Regions from separate parts of the Pan troglodytes genome. Here region 1 is linked to region 2. A link is a contact called in public capture Hi-C data. All regions are on one chromosome and are shown on one strand. Each heading gives the region's core, a stretch centred on a gene start, on an enhancer-like site or on the middle of the called end of the contact. The rest is flanking DNA. Distances are from core to core; before and after follow the strand shown. Region 1 has its middle 56 kb from the start of SF3B1. Region 2 overlaps ANKRD44 (ankyrin repeat domain 44).

What was found. Capture Hi-C pulls out chosen DNA fragments and counts their contacts.
Region 1: a contact with region 2 is called in a capture Hi-C map of stem cell-derived neural stem cells, with 3 times the contacts expected there. The contact joins two enhancer-like sites. A contact is called at or near these places in 5 of 7 Hi-C or Micro-C datasets (blood, induced pluripotent stem cells, lymphocytes and 1 more) and 1 of 1 other capture datasets (stem cell-derived neural stem cells).

Annotation. Positions count from the first base shown.
Region 1 is chr13:99,377,286-99,381,909 of NHGRI_mPanTro3-v2.0_pri, reverse strand. It overlaps the pseudogene LOC107973880. Among named protein-coding and RNA genes, the nearest start is that of SF3B1, 56 kb to the left of the region's middle. Within about 2 kb of position 2,764, at least 2 of the 24 cell types and tissues checked have an H3K27ac peak or open chromatin away from gene starts, as enhancers often do. A contact at or near this core is called in stem cell-derived neural stem cells, where this site is marked.
Region 2 is chr13:99,187,551-99,191,841 of NHGRI_mPanTro3-v2.0_pri, reverse strand. It overlaps ANKRD44 (ankyrin repeat domain 44), which reads left to right. Exons shown (of 28, transcript XM_063791430.1): 2 at 4,236-4,291. Among named protein-coding and RNA genes, the nearest start is that of ANKRD44, 120 kb to the left of the region's middle. Within about 2 kb of position 1,376, at least 3 of the 24 cell types and tissues checked have an H3K27ac peak or open chromatin away from gene starts, as enhancers often do. A contact at or near this core is called in stem cell-derived neural stem cells, where this site is marked.

The DNA of each region.
Region 1 (4,624 bases), core at 1,515-4,014, 190 kb before region 2:
ACACACACAAACACACACACACACATATATATTTTGAGACAAGTTCTTGCTCTGTCGCTCAGGCCGGAGTGCAGTGGCGTGATCTCGGCTCACTGCAGCCTCGACCTCCTGGGCTTGGTCGGGTGATCCTCCCACCTCAGCCTCCTGAGTAGGTGGGACTACAGGCACATAGCACAATGCCCGGGTAATTTTTGTGTTTTTTTAGAGATGGGTTTTGCCATGTTGGCCAGGCTGGTCTCGAACTCCTGGGCTCAAGTGATCCACCTACCTCAGCCACCTAAAGTGCTGGGATTACAGGCGTAAGCCACTGTGCACGGCCAGATAGCAAAATATTTGAACTCTTGTGGATGTGGATAGAATGCATACAGAACATCCCTGGTGTGATTCCATCCTGCGTGGTTGTTCTCTGGAGCAGCGTTCGTTTATCTCCGTCCTCCTTCTCTCCCACCTAAGTGCGTGCCACCATCTGATGGAAGATTCGATGGACATGCACATGAGCCCCCTGAGGCCCCAGAACTATCTTTTCGGTTGTGAACTAAAGGTCGACAAAGATTATCACTTTAAGGTGGATAATGACGAAAATGAGACCAGTTATCTTTAAGAATGGTCAGTTTAGGGGCTGGTGCAAAGGATGAATTGTACATTGTTGAAGCAGAGGCCATGAATTACAAAGGCAGTCCAATTAAAGTAACACTGGCAACTTTGAAAATGTCTGTGGTGGCTCACGCCTGTAATCCCAGCACTTTGGGAGGCCGAGCCGAGGCAGGCAGATCACAAGGTCAGGAGATCGAGACCATCCTGGCTAACATGGTGAAACCCTGTCTCTACTAAAAATACAGAAAAAATTAGCCAGGCGTGGTGGCGGGCGCCTGTAGTCCCAGCTACTCGGGAGGCTGAGGCGGGAGAATGGCGTGAACCCAGGAGGTGGAGCTTGCAGTGAGCCGAGATTGCGCCACTGCACTCCAGACTGCGCAACAGAGCGAGACTCCATCTCAAAAAAAAAAAAAAAAAAAGAAAAGAAAAGAAAAAAAAGAAAATGTCTGTACAGCCAACGGTTTCCCTTGGGGCTTTGAAATAACATCACCAGTGGTGTTAAGGTTCAAGTGTGATTCAGGGCCAGTGCATATTAGTGGACAGCACTTAGTAGCTGTGGAGGAAGATGCAAAGTCAGAAGATGAGAGGAGGAGGATGTGAAACTCTTATGTATATCAGGAAAGTGGTCTGAGGTGGTAGCAAGATTCCACAGAAAAAAGTAAAACTTGCTGCTGATGAAGAAGATGATGATGATGATGAAGATGATGAGGAAGCTAAAGAAAAAGCGCCAGTGAAGAAATCTATTCAAGATACTCGAGCCAAAAATGGACAAAAGTCAAATCAGAATGGAAAAGACTCAAAGCCATCATCAACACCAAGATCAAAAGGACAAGAATCCTTCAAAAAACAGGAAAAAACTCCTAAAACACCTAAAAGGACCTAGTTCTGTAGAAGACATTAAAGCAAAAATGCAAGCAAGTATAGAAAAATGTGGTTCTCTTCCCAAAGTGGAAGCCAAGTTCATCAGTTATGTGAAGAATTGCTTCTGGATGACTGAGCAGGAGGCTATTCAAGATTTCTGGCAGTGGAGAAAGTCTCTTTAAGAAAACAGTTTAAACAATTTGTTAAAAAATTTCCATCTTATTTCATTTCTGTAACAGTTGATATCTGGCTGTCCTTTTTATAATGCAGAGTGAGAACTTTCCCTACCATGTTTGATAAATGTTGTCCAGGTTCCATTGCCAAGAATGTGTTGTCCAAAATGCCTGCTTAGTTTTTAAAGATGGAACTCCACCCTTTGCTTGGTTTTAAGTATGTATGGAATGTTATGATAGGACATAGTAGTAGCGGTGGTCAGACGTGGAAATGGTGGGGAGACAAAAATATACATGTGAAATAAAACTCAGTATTTTAATAAAGCAAAAAAAAAAAAAAAAAAAAAAAAAAAAAAAGAATGCATGCAGAACACAAGGCAACCGCCAGCACTTTAGTGTGCCTTGGATACCCCTCCAGGGCCCTTTTGCTTGCCTTTGTCTTGGCCTCTGACCTGGCCATACACTGAGGCAATGGGAGATGAAGTGGCCCGGGGACCAGCAGTTGCCAGGCAGCGGAGTAGCAGCTGGGGTGCTCAGAGTATAATTCAGTCCCCTCTTGCTATTGCCAGAACTTACCACCCTCTTCCAGGGGCCTCTGCCTTGGCACATGCAGTTGCTACTATCCAGAAAAGCCCTTTGCTTCCCCTTCAGCTGGCTGGTCCCCGCTAGTTCTTTGAGAATGGACTCCTTCGACTTCATTAGGACCCCCCTGGCGAAGGTGCTGCATTGACGTGCTCCCCCAGCACTGGGGCGCACACACTTCTCCCTTGCTCTACGACGTGGAAGTCATCTGTTCACTCGTCTTCCCCGATGGTCTGTGAACAGTATGACGACGTGGAATGGATACACAACTCACGCCCCCAGCACCCATCTGCCGCTCCCTGTACATGTGCAGACGGACTCAGTGAATGACAGCCGCCGCCTGAATTATTTCAGACAGGTTATTACTGCTGGGAGTTGTGCAAGAACTTCTAGGCAGCCAAGCAAGTAGGCATATTTTTAAGCAAATAATTCAATGGTCTTCATTCACAAGGTGGGAGAGTATTCTATTTCATCACCTGACAGAGCGTAAAACTGCTGTTCTGTGAAAACCTTTGTTCACAATATTCTATTTCCTGTAACATTCTTAGCTTCTGACAGGGGGCAGCAGAGCCTAGGAAAACAAAGGCTGGCCCCGGTTAACTGGTGGCTTGCACACCTTTGGAGCCAGACCTTTAATGATTTTCGGGAGAAACCAGCCCTTGGTATCTGACAAACCTTACTGTTGAATAAAGATTGTAAGGTAAAGGCTGGCTTTTATTAACTTAACATTCTTTGAAGGCACCGCAAACAACTAACTTTTTTTATAAAAGGAAAAAAAAAAAAGACAAAAAATAAGGCAAATAACCATCTTTCTCATTTTATTACAGTCTTTAAATAAGATGGATGCTTATTTTTTGCCAGCAACTTGTAAAACGATGCTAGAGCATGAAATATTTCCAGCTGGTGTTAGGGAGAATGTCGAGATTTACAAATTATGACCAGATGCTGGGGCTATTGTCTCCTCATCCCCATCATCCTGGAAAAAAAAAAAGACTTAGTAAATAATAATAATTTTTAAAAAACCTAGGCCAGGCATGGTGGCTCACTCCTGTAATCCCAGCACTTTGGGAGGCTGAGGCAGGCAGATCATTTGAGGTCAGGAGTTCAAGAGCAGTCTGCCCAACATGATGAAACCCTGTCTGTACTAAAAATACAAAAATTAGCCGGGCGTGGTAGCACGGGCCTGTAATCCCACCTACAGGAGGCTGAGGCACAAGAATCACATCAACCCAGGAGGCAGAGGTTGCAGTGGGCCGTGAGGGAGACTCCATCTCAAACCAAACCAAAACAAAAAAACCAAAAAGCAATGAAAGCAGTTGAGATAATAATGAAAGCAAATAGCCAGAACCGAAATCCTCCTTGCCCCACCCATTATGGCATGAACCCTTGGGGGCCCAGGCTCATGCTTTCTGCCCCTTTCTATTTCCAGTGCCCAGCAGGCCTGGTGTGTGGCAGCAGGTGCTTGGCACACGCACATGGAATTGAAGGAACATCTCTGGCCTGTTCACATCTTAGTTCTCTAGGGGAGTTTCTAAGTCATATATGACACCCAATTGTCCCATAAATACACTCCGTGGGGAATTTGCATTCAGAAACATGATCACCTTAGGCACGTACTATATCCCACAACTAACTTCAGGGAATCTGCTACTTTTCCATTCTTTAAAACTATGCAAAGGAGAGCAGGGGAAAGAAAAGAGGGAGGAGTCCATATGCTTGCCCATGGGTTTGCACAGGTAAGAGACACACAGGTGGGCTAGATCTGATTGGCAGTAATTTGGCCCTCAGTCCACATGGTCACCTTGAAACCAGGAATACAGAAGAGGTCTGCAGGGTATCCTAAGGTTTTCTGATGTCTGTCTCTGCCTTAGTCTAGGAGTCCTAGTATAGTTCAGCAGGAATTCCCTCATGTTCTCCTTTCTAGCATTGCATAGCACATTACATGAAGCTTCCTATTTTCTTTCTATGTTTGTGTTTAGATTTCTGCCTCCAATACTGTCAGGTTCTGTTTGTAATTCTCAGAGGAAGATTTTTTTTTTTTTTTTTTTTTGAGTCAGAGTTATGCTTTTGTCGCCCAGGTTGGAGTGAAATGGTGCCATCTCGGGTCACTGCAACCTCCACCTCCCAGGTTCAAGTGATTCCCCTGCCTCAGCCTCCCAAGTAGCTGGGATTACAGGCCTGTGCCACCATGCCCGGCTAATTTTTGTATTTTTAGTAGAGACAGGGTTTCACCATGTTGGTCAGCCCATGTCAAACTCCTGACCTCCAGTGATCCGCCTGCCTCAGCCTCCCAAAGTGCTGGAATTGCAGGTGTGAGCCACCACACCCGGCCCTCAGAGGTAGATTTTTATCTTTATTTTTTGAGACAGCGTCTTGCTCTGTCGCCCAGGCTGGAGTATACAGGCACAACGTGA
Region 2 (4,291 bases), core at 127-2,626:
ACATTCCCCTCTAGAAGGCAGCCGTCAACACTCCTGGAAAGGTAGTAGGGGGCTAGTTGTTGGTGATTTTGAAGGCAAGGACAGGTCCCATCTGAACAACAAATCCCACTTGTGCCTTTGGTAAATTTGGCCCAGGAAGTGTCCTTCTGTCTTCTGAATCTACCAGAGGCACTGCACCAATATCTGCAGCACTGACAATCATTTTGCAGCTGCTAAGCATGCTAAGAAAATTCTAGCAATTGAAGCTAAAAAGACTGCATACCTCTCTTAGGAATTTAAATTTCTTTAGGGGATGATGATCAATGATTTCATGGTATCTGAATCTCCTTTTTTCCTACCACTATTTGTTTTTCTCAATTTTGACCCTTGTTACAATTTTGTATTTATTCAACTCTGTACCCTACTGTACACAAAGCACTCGTGTTGTATATGCTAGTGCTAAAATGTGTGAAACTTTAAAAAGAAATACCTGTATATGCCAAGGCTTGGGACTCTGCTCTTGTGCAGGTAGGACTTTGCTTCTAAGCCTTTTTAAGTTAAGACAAAAGCTGCAAAAGTTATGATAGTTGCCAAATTAATGAACAACAGAATATGTGTCCTTAATACTTATGAGCAAGAATATTGTAATTAGAATATTCTTTGCCTTAAACATCATATAATATACTATTTAGATATATCTTTTCCCCAATATTTTTTCTTAGGTTAAGTGTTTACCTGGGGAAAAATAAAACAGCAGGATCTCATTAAAATTCCAACAAAAAGGAGTGCCAAAGTGCTCTCTGGGAATGTTTTTGGGAGTGTGGAGAGAAAAAAAGAAGCAGCAGTCATAATATTTAAAAAATAAATATTACTTGCTCAAGAATCATTACGTATTCCATTCAGTAATTATATCCACACAAACACACAGCTTCAGTTGAAGCAAAGCACGTTATCTGTGAAGTTCTAGTTTGAAATCCCATGATGCTTAAATTCATAATTGTGAAGGCGATGTCTTGGTAGCCACATGGCACAGTTGAGCTAGAGATGTCCATATAGCAAGGCTTTGAGATGTGGAGAACAGCTGCTTTTTTATTCCACGGGAAGTAGAAGGGGTTTGTGTATGACTCAACATGTGTCTCTATGCATGCATGCCTGAGTGTAGATAGGTATGCATATGTACCTAGGTGCATATGTATGCATATATGTGACTTCAGTATTGGAAGAGTTATAATGATAGCTCAGCCTCTTCTTCCTAATGGCTCCTGGGGATTCTGTGCCTTGACAATTCTCTATAAAGTAGCTTTTAGCAGCGTTAGTCCCAGAGGCACCACTCCCTGCTGAGGGACTGTGCTGGCGCCCTTCTCTGGAAGCTTTTTTGGGATGCATCTCCTTGGTAACATTCCAGCCATAGCTTGGAATGCTTGCCTTTCTTCAGAAGTGTGAGGACTGAGTGAATGCAACAGAATGTACGTATTCCGTACACTCGCAATTGGGAGACTCTGCTCACCTCATTGTGTTCCCTTAAAGTGACTAAGTAGTGGTGCATTAACTACTGTGTTGGGTTTGTTCCCCGGAATCTTAACTGTTCAGCTGTTGATTGACTACTCCTGATTTAACACGAAAATCTTGTCAGACACTGCCTCTACTTATCGTTCTCTGGTTGTGGAGGTTTGTTGTTTGTTTTCTTTTAAGGTCCAAAAAGGCAGAAATGCACACATGAGCATTTGGCCATGAGCACAGCAGATGGAGAATTATGGAGCAGATAAACAAGATTCAATATTTTTTTTTGTCGAAACCCTGAATTTGTGTCTGGCTCTGTGTCTTGTGTGAAATGTGGTCCTTGCCACAGGGCAGATGTAACCCGAACAGAGACTTGGTTAGCAGGTAGTTAGGGGGACTGTGGAAGGATCTGCCTGTCTTTAAGCAGAGTAAGTAGCTAAGACTGAACTAGCAGTAAACTTGTATTCTTTTCAAGACTTCTTTCCTGCTACTTAATTGTTGGCAATTTCAGAAACTATCCATACACCTTGTCAAGAAGCAGAATTGAGAGGGTGTTTTGGAGAAAGAAAAAGAGATATATGTTCATTTGCTGGGAATTTTTATGGCAGAGGAGAAACCCATGGACAAATTCCTGGCATATTGAAATATCCATTCTGCACCTTGACATTTTTACATAGTATTTCCTCAAGGAATCTTACTCTGTCTTACTGATAGTACTTATATTGGTCCCCCAAACTAGCAATAAACAGCAACATAACCTGTAAGAAAGCCAACAGGAGGATAAAAAGAGAAAAGAGGGTTTATAGGGAAAATGACAACTCACATTCCCAACAGCAGATCACAGGGCGAGGTCAAGGTATGTGACGCTAGTGATTTCACCTGAGGCCAGTGCTTGCCACCAGTTCCTAAGAATTGATGGGTACTTGTTAAAATCTAGATTTGCAGGTCCCCACCCTGAATGTATTATATCCTTAGGAAAGGGATCTGGGACTATATTTTTTAATAGGCATCTCCGGTGATTCTTATGGTCAGACACATTGGGGAAACTGCTGTCATCTAATCGACTACCAGGACTAAGGTATTTCTAGAAGTTTGGGTGAATGTGTGTGTGTGTATGCATGAGTGTGTGTGCATAATTACCAAGGATCTTAAGGTTAAAAGAAAATTATCAACTACTCCATCTTGTCATCGTGAAACATTTCTTAATGAAAACATCTATGTAGGGTTGTCTGGTTAGAGGACATTTTCTCATGTACTACCTCATTTGATCCTAATAACAATCCCATGAGGAGGTTAGGCAGCGATGATCATGCTCACCCCCAAGTTGCACGTAGAAATGGGCTTTGCATGTGGCTAGCAAGTGTGAGACTGGCTTTGAATAGCATTTTTTGCCATGCAGGCAAGCCCAACATCAACCCTAAAGCCTGCCACTGTTCCTCTTTTACCCCACACTCTGGTCACTAACATATCAGGTTCTTTGCACATCCACACCTTTGCACACCTGTACCTCCTTTGTCTTCCTTCCTTGTCAGCAAATCATATTTATTCATTAAGGTGCCTTCCTCAAGCTTTTTTGGATACACCCTTGTCTTCACCCAGCCTCCTACCCAAGTGGAGCTAGCTGTTCTTTTGGTTGTGTTTCCATCACACATATAGATCCTTCTACTGCATGCTGGGGTCTTGTTTAATGTAGATGAGTTCAATAATAAAAGCTTGGTAACACCCCCCTCTTCTTCCCTAAACTGCCATCGTGCCACTTACTTTTAATAAGCAGTAGATGTAATCATGTTTAAGACAGTACTTGTTGGCTAAAGCTATGGGAGGCATTTGGGAATGATTTCAAGGGTTTTCCAAATATCGACACAAAAGTGTTCCAGTGGCCAGAAACATGGCCATTAGCATCCTCTAGGAATGGAATTATTTGAGGATAACAAGGAACATTGTCTAACAAGAAGTAGAGGAATCATAGGGAACTGTCTTAGTTTGCTCAGGCTGCCATAACAAAATACTATAGACTGGATGGCTTAAGCAACAGAAATTTTTGTTCTCCCAGTTCTGGAGGCTGGAAGTCCAAAATCAGGGTTAGTTTCTGGTGAGGCCTCTCTTCCTGGCTTACAAATGGCCACCTTTTCACTAGGTCTTCACATGGCCTTTCCTCCTGTGTGAGAGAGAAGAAAGAGAGAGAAGGAGAGGAAGAGAGAGAGAGAGAGAGAGAGAGAATGAGAACGTGAGCTCTGGTATCTCTTCCTCTTCTTATGAGGACACCGGTCCTATTGGATCAGGGCCGCCCCTTATGACCTCTTTTAATCTGAATTATCTCCTTAAAGGCCCTGTCTCCAAATACAGTTGCTTTGGGGGTTAGGGCTTGCAACATATCAATTTTGGTGGGGATACAATTCAATTCATAACAGGGATTGTATGCACAAAACCACAGATTTAGTAGTTTCCTTGTCAGGGATTTAAGGGCCTATCAAAGTTTCAGTGATGGGTGGTATTCATGGTACACTCACTGTAGTTCATAGTTCAGGTTAGAGACTATCTGGCCTGGCTTTCAGATTGTATAATAGTTATTTCTTTATGTAAATATCTCCCCCACTGGACTTCTTGTAAGGGTTGGTCTGAGTCTTATTCATCTTTGTCTGCCAACTGATAATGGTTGAATAAACTTTTAAAGAACAAATCTTCTCACCATCTGCATCTGTATGTGATCAGATGTATTAATTTTAGTTCTGATTCCCATTCTCTTGTGTTTGCAGCCACCATTGGTTCAGGCAATCTTCAGTGGTGATCCAGAGGAGATCCGGATGCTCAT